2 separate regions of the Mus musculus genome follow, and region 2 is linked to region 1. The links are chromatin contacts, called in public HiChIP or PLAC-seq maps. All regions are on one chromosome and are shown on one strand. Each heading gives the region's core, a stretch centred on a gene start, on an enhancer-like site or on the middle of the called end of the contact. The rest is flanking DNA. Distances are from core to core; before and after follow the strand shown. Region 1 has its middle 12 kb from the start of Gm51894. Region 2 holds the start of 9530068E07Rik (RIKEN cDNA 9530068E07 gene).

Region 1 (3,057 bases), core at 169-2,668:
AGTTCCAGGACAGTCAGAGCTACATAGAGAAGCCCTGTCCCAAGGAATCCAAAGAAGAATTCCCATTGCCTCCATGTGGTCTATCACATGCAACACATCGATCCCCTATCCATAGTGATGTAGTGCAGGCACACCCACTGAACTGCTAGTAACGGAAAAATAGAACGCACGGGGTGCTGGAGAGATAGCTCAGTGGTTAGGAGTGCTTGCTGCACGTGCAGAGAGCAGAGCTTGGCTTCCAGAACCCATATCTCTGGCCCCACACTCCATCATGGCTGTTAAAGTCGATCTCTGTCTGTGCCATTCTATCTTAGTCTCTCAGTTGTCCCCAAGACCATACTTCTCACTTCACAGAGACATCATCTCTCTCTGAAGCCTGATCTCCTGGAAGGAAGGCAAGGACTTTGGCATGCCTGGTCCCTCCAAGGTCCGGCACAGAGGCCTGCCCATGCCCCCCCCCCCCAGCATTATCCCTTGATTGGCTTCAGGAAGGTAAGGTTTATTCTGGTTTGAGGGTACTCCGTTGTGGTGGGGAAGGCTTGGGGGCAGGAGTGTGTGGATTCTAGTCACACTGCATCTGCGGGTAGGAGATGGGAAGGGGTGCCAGTGGTCGGTTTGCTCTTTCCTTTCCTCCTGTTTGATTCAGTCTTGCCCTCCCCCCCCCCCCCCGCGTCCCTGCCCCCAGTCATGGGATGGTACCGCCTACATCCAGGGTCTTCCCTCCTCTGTGCAACCGCCACACACGGGTGTGTTTCCTAGGTGATTCCAAACCCAGGCAGGTTGACAATGAAGATTAATTATGACAGCCTCCTACACCCAACCTGTGAAGATCAAAAATACCTCAAGAGGTTGCTAAAATGCTCCCCAGAAGCAAGGACTGAATCTCCTTTGGGATCGGGTCAGAGAGCCATCAGAACACGCTATTGGGGATGAAAGGCAACCCTAATCGTTTTCTTACTGGCCCCACTTTCCTCATCAGGAAAAAAGTGCACTGATGCCTGCAGGAAAATGAATTTTCTTCAAGAGATCACACAGGCTTCCAAGCAAGCAACCTGGGGTGGTGCTGCCACCTCTTGGTGAGTGGGTGGAAGTACATCCGTGGGCGTGGTTGGCAAGCTATTGCTACCTAGTAAGAGCCTCTCTATCTCTGCCAGGGAGCCCAAGTAAAGGCCAGGCAGAGTGGACAGAAATAGAGGAGTCAGCAAACACAGGGAATTTTATATCAATCAGTGGTGTTGAGAAGAAACCTGGTCTAGGTTCAATTCGCCCCTTTTCCTGTATCATTATGTATCTCCGACAAGAAAAGGACACCAAGAGCGATTTGCCCCACAATAGCTGCCCTTGACTAGATTGGTGGGCGTCCCAGAGGCTGTCCCCTCCCCCAAGATTGGCCTCTGTGGAAATCAGGAGGGTGGCGCAGCCAATGGTCGCACCTAGATCCGCCATCTTCCCCAGAGGCCACGCCTCCTCCGCCCTTTCCCCAGTTACAGCTAGAAACTCAGCTTCAGTCCGTGAAGTCTACGATTTCCACTTCATCTAATTCATTTGACCCACTGCCACCTTCATCTTAAGCCCGGCTTCCCTGGGACTGTACTTTAGTCTTCCATGACTCTGGCTGCAGTGTTCATGGGGCTGTATTCAGCTGTGTTTGGCTACGCCTAGAATCTTCTATGAGACTGCTACAGATTACATTCCTGTAGCATTCCTCTTTGGAGGAAAATGGGGTGAAGACGCTGCTAGGGGCCTTTCTCAGCTTCTTTTTAATTTTGATTTTCTTCTTCCTCTTCCTCTTCCTCTTCCTCCTCCTCCTCCTCCTCCTCCTCTTCTTCTTCTTCTTCTTCTTCTTCTTCTTCTTCTTCTTCTTCTTCTTCATGTATTTATTTATTATATGCAAGTACACTGTAGCTGTCTTCAGACATACCAGAAGAGGGCATCAGATCTCATTACAGATGGTTGTGAGCCACCATGTGGTTGCTAGGATTTGAACTCAGGATCTTCAGATGAGCAGTTGGTGCTCTTAACCTTAACCTCTGAGCCATCTCTCCAGCCCTTTTTTCTTCTTCTTAAACATAGTCTCATTGCATAACACTGACTGGGCTAGAACTTGCCATGTAGACCAGGCTAGCCTCAAACTCAGAGATCCAACTGCCTCTGTCTCCTGAGTGCTGGGTTTAAATGTGGGTCCAGTCAGTCTTCATTTTTGTTTTGTTTCGCTTTGCTTTTATGAGAAAATATCTCACGTGGTCCAGACTTCAACCTTTCTCTGACCTTGAACTCCTGATCATCCTTCCTGTACTCCAGAGTGCCTGGGTCACAGGCATGTGACACTGTGGCCAGTCTTTACATGCTATTTCTACGGCATTTTGAGCAAAGTCTATCTAATCCTTTGATTATTAGTTTTGCAAGGGCAGCGGCGGCACCCGATTCTCCCATATCCTGTTCTGGCTCAGTTCTTAGTGCTGGGGAGCAAGACTTTCAGTGGAAGCTGAGTGAGCGAGGGACATCTGAGGGAGAGGGACAGGACAGAAGCTGAGAGATGTCCGGGCATAGGTGTGCTTCCTCCTACCATGCAGGTCCCAGACCCTGAAGAAGGTACAGGGCTGTGGTGGTTTAAATGGGAATGGCTGCCAACAAGGGTGAGCACACACACACACACACACACACACACACACACACCTGCACATATGCCCCTGCACACACACTAAATTGTTGAGGTTTGGTTTTGGTATGTATTGTAATACTAAATACTGGTTCCCAGGGACAAGAGAATCTGCACACACATAAGAGATACCATGTAATCTTGCTCCCCAAGTTATCCCTGATTGGTGAATAAAGATGCCTACAGCCTATAACTGGACAGAAGAAAGATAGGTGGGGTTTGGGTTCCCGGGCTTGGAGTCTGAGGAGAGACCACAAGGAGGGAGTCTTAGATGGAGAGAGGGAAGATACTATGGGATAAATGAGTCATGAAAATATGGCCTTGAGGGCTGGCCAACTGGAGTTAAGAGCAGCCCAGATGGAACATGACAAGTTATAACTCGGGGTTATTGACAGGGA
Region 2 (3,057 bases), core at 202-2,701, 50 kb after region 1:
GTGCCTGGCAAACACAGAAGTGGATGCTCACAGTCAGCTATTGGATGGAACACAGGGCCCCCAAAGGAAGAGCTAGAGAAAGTACCCAAGGAGCTAAAGGGGTCTGCAACCCTATAGGTAGAACAACAATATGAACTAACCAGTACCCCCGGAGCTTGTGTCTCTAGCTGCATATGTAGCATAAGATGGCCTAGTCGGCTCGGCCATCATTGGGAAGAGAGGCCCCTTGGTCTTGCAAACTTTATATGCCTCAGTACAGGGGAACGCCAGGGCCAAGAAGTGGGAGTGGGTGGGTAGGGGAGTGGGGGGGGATATGGGGGACTTTTGGGATAGCATTTGAAATGTAAATGAAGAAAATACCTAATTAAAAAATAAAATTAAAAAAAAAAGGAATTTTGAGGCCAGCCTGGGCCACTTGAGATCTTGTTTCAAAACCAAAACCAAAAGGGTGCTGGAGAAATTATTCAACAGTTTAGAGCAATTGTGCTTGTAGAGGACCAGGGTGTGGTTCCCAGGAGCCACATGGGGTGGCTCATAATCACAGCAACCTCCAGCTCCAGGGGAGTAGACGCCCTCTTCTGGCACTGGAGGGCATTTGAACTTACACACAATTTTACTCTTTCTTTATTGTTTCTTTAATGCTTATTTTATCATTATTATTTTTTGAGACAGGGTTTCTCTGTGTAGCCCTGGCTGTTCTATAATCGCTTTGTAGACCAGGCTGGACTCGAATTCACTTAGATTTACCTGCTTCTGCGTCCTGAGTGCTGAAACTAAAGATATGCACTATCACACCTGGCTAGTTTTAATTCAGAAATGATTGCTTGCATATATGTTTGTGTACCCCATATGCCTAATGCCTGTGGAGATCAAAAGAGGTCTTATAGTCAGATCCCCTGGAACTGGAGTTAGAGGTGGCTGTGAGCTGTTTAATCTGAGTGCTGGGAACCAAACCCAGTCCTTTGCAAGAGTAGCAAATGCTCTCAACAGCTGAACATTCTCTCCAGCTCCATATATATATATATAATCTTTCTTAAGTGTATTAAACTTGTGTGTAGTTGTTTTACTTATGAGTTTCTGCATCAGTTATACGTCTAGTGTTTGAGGATGCCTAAAGAGGGCACCGTATACCCTGGGACAGATGGGTGTGAGTCCTCACATACAGGGGTGCTTGGAATCGAACCCAGGAGCTCTGGGGGAATCAGCCAGTGCTCTTAAGCGATGACCCCTGAAATACATCTCAAAGATGACAACGATAAACCACAGAGCAAAACAAAAAACCACCAGTTGAAAATAAATCCGTCCCATTCGCCTTTTTTTTTTTTTTTTTTTTTAAGCACCCTTTTCTACACTCCCACGCTAACCTTTCGGGTTCAGAGATGCAACGTCATCACGCCGGGACGTAGCTGCTTCGGGAGTGCGCTTCGGACGCGTATCTGACGTCACCTCGCAGAACCTAGCAACAGCGCAGGCTCGGGGGCCGAGTCCGTTATGGCCGCCTCCGCCCTGGGCAGAATGTGCGGGGCTGCACGAGAGAAGCTGTCTCCCGGGCCGGGCGCCCGGGGCCTCGGGGCTCTGGCGCGATCTCTGGTGCTGGCGTTGCTGCTCGTGCCCGTCCTGTGCTCTGGTAATGAACGCAGGGAGACGGCGAGGGACCGGGTCGGGCCCGACGGGGACGGAGCGCCGCCGACTCACGGTGGTTCCCACCGGCCGAGTTCCCGCGCCCAGGGCTGGGCCCGAGTTGGGAAGCGCTCCCAGTGCGGTCTCCCCAGGCCTGAGAAGTGGGGTTGTGAGATTCAGAGACCCGAGTAGGTGGGCGGGGACGGGAAGTCCCCGTGTCGTGGACGGAGTCTCTGAGAATACACTCCCTGGAGGAAGGGCGCTCGGTGTGGAGGGGGGAGGTCCCCAAAATGGGGAGTACAGAGATCTCGCAGACTGGATAGGAAACAGGCCGAAGAGATAGTCGGAGTTGGGGAGAGTGATGTTAAGAGAGATGCTTGAGGTTAGAGGGACAAGCAAGGCTAGGCAAGTTTTTGTTTTGTTTTCCCCTTCGAAATGGTGAGGTCAGAGATAAAGATAGGGACAGCGACCCAGTGTTGGGACTGAATTGATTGACTGTTCCAGAGTGGAAGAGGGGAGGAGCTGTTTGTGGATTCCATCTCTGAGGTCTGAGAAGTTCTGGGGCTTTTGGTGTAGAGGCAGAGTCCGGGGACGCTGACCGGCTGAGGGCCTTGGAGGAGGAGTAGAGTTTAGAAACAAAGGGAGAGAGCGTGTCTGCGGCAGATGCCCTTCCTTGAGCTGAGGTTTTACCGAACGCCCTCTCGCCTCATTTGAGAAAAACTTTCTTTTCTTGCAGATGCTATAGCATAAATCAGGATATTAAAGCCGTTCTTGAAAGTGAAATCTGTAAACCGAGGCAGAGATTTAGCAGGAGAAACTGAGCATTGTTGAGTAGTCATATTTTTCTTTCTGTCCAGCGTGCAATCATTTTCTCCCCAAGTCTTTATTGATTTTTTTTTTCAGATGAAAACTTAATGTGAACTGGGGCTGACTTCCTTCTTTGCCCAGGGAGACTCTCCAGCCAATCACCCGTCCCTTTATTACAGTGCTGGGTTGCATACATAGTTTCCTTCCTCAGCAGCACTGAAAGCAGGCAGCTGACTGCCCTAACTGGAGGGTTTTGGAGTCTGTGGGAGGAAAGACTAGGTTTTCCAAGGCTCTTATATCTTGGGTAGAATGTAATGAGGATTTCCCTGGTGGATGCAGACATAATTTTGATCTTTAATCATCTAGAGCAACAGTCTGTAACTGCATCTTTAGGAGTAATCTGACACCTGTGGCTTCTTTGGGTACTGCACCTAAGTTTGTGTCTCACACACACACACACACACACACACACACACATTCTCTCTCTTTCTCTCTAAATGTTACCTTTATTTATTTATTTGAGACACGGTTTCTCTGTGTAGCCCTGCCTGTCTTGGAACTCACTCTGTAGACAAGGCTGGCCTGGAACTCAGAAATCCACCTGCCTCCGCCTCCCAAGTGCTGAGATTA

What was found. HiChIP or PLAC-seq counts read pairs in DNA pulled down with a chosen protein or histone mark.
Region 2: an H3K27ac HiChIP or PLAC-seq map of embryonic stem cells shows a contact between it and region 1, with 8 read pairs. The contact joins the promoter of 9530068E07Rik here to the enhancer-like site in region 1. A contact is called at or near these places in 5 of 39 promoter capture datasets (embryonic stem cells, liver, pre-B cells and 1 more), 1 of 15 datasets of contacts at CTCF or cohesin (embryonic stem cells), 13 of 484 Hi-C or Micro-C datasets (CD4 single positive thymocytes, the G1E-ER4 cell line, the N1E-115 cell line and 4 more), 10 of 115 datasets of contacts at active chromatin or transcription factors (embryonic stem cells, extraembryonic endoderm stem cells, pancreatic cancer cells and 1 more) and 3 of 9 other capture datasets (adipose tissue, liver and pancreatic islet).

The regions. Positions count from the first base shown.
Region 1 is chr11:52,345,378-52,348,434 of GRCm38.p6, forward strand. No RefSeq gene overlaps it. Among named protein-coding and RNA genes, the nearest start is that of Gm51894, 12 kb to the right of the region's middle. Within about 2 kb of position 1,419, at least 125 of the 459 cell types and tissues checked have an H3K27ac peak or open chromatin away from gene starts, as enhancers often do. A contact at or near this core is called in CD4 single positive thymocytes, the G1E-ER4 cell line, the N1E-115 cell line and 5 more, where this site is marked.
Region 2 is chr11:52,394,977-52,398,033 of GRCm38.p6, forward strand. 9530068E07Rik (RIKEN cDNA 9530068E07 gene) reads left to right here and starts at 1,452. Exons shown (of 3, transcript NM_153117.2): 1 at 1,452-1,627. The coding sequence starts at 1,492.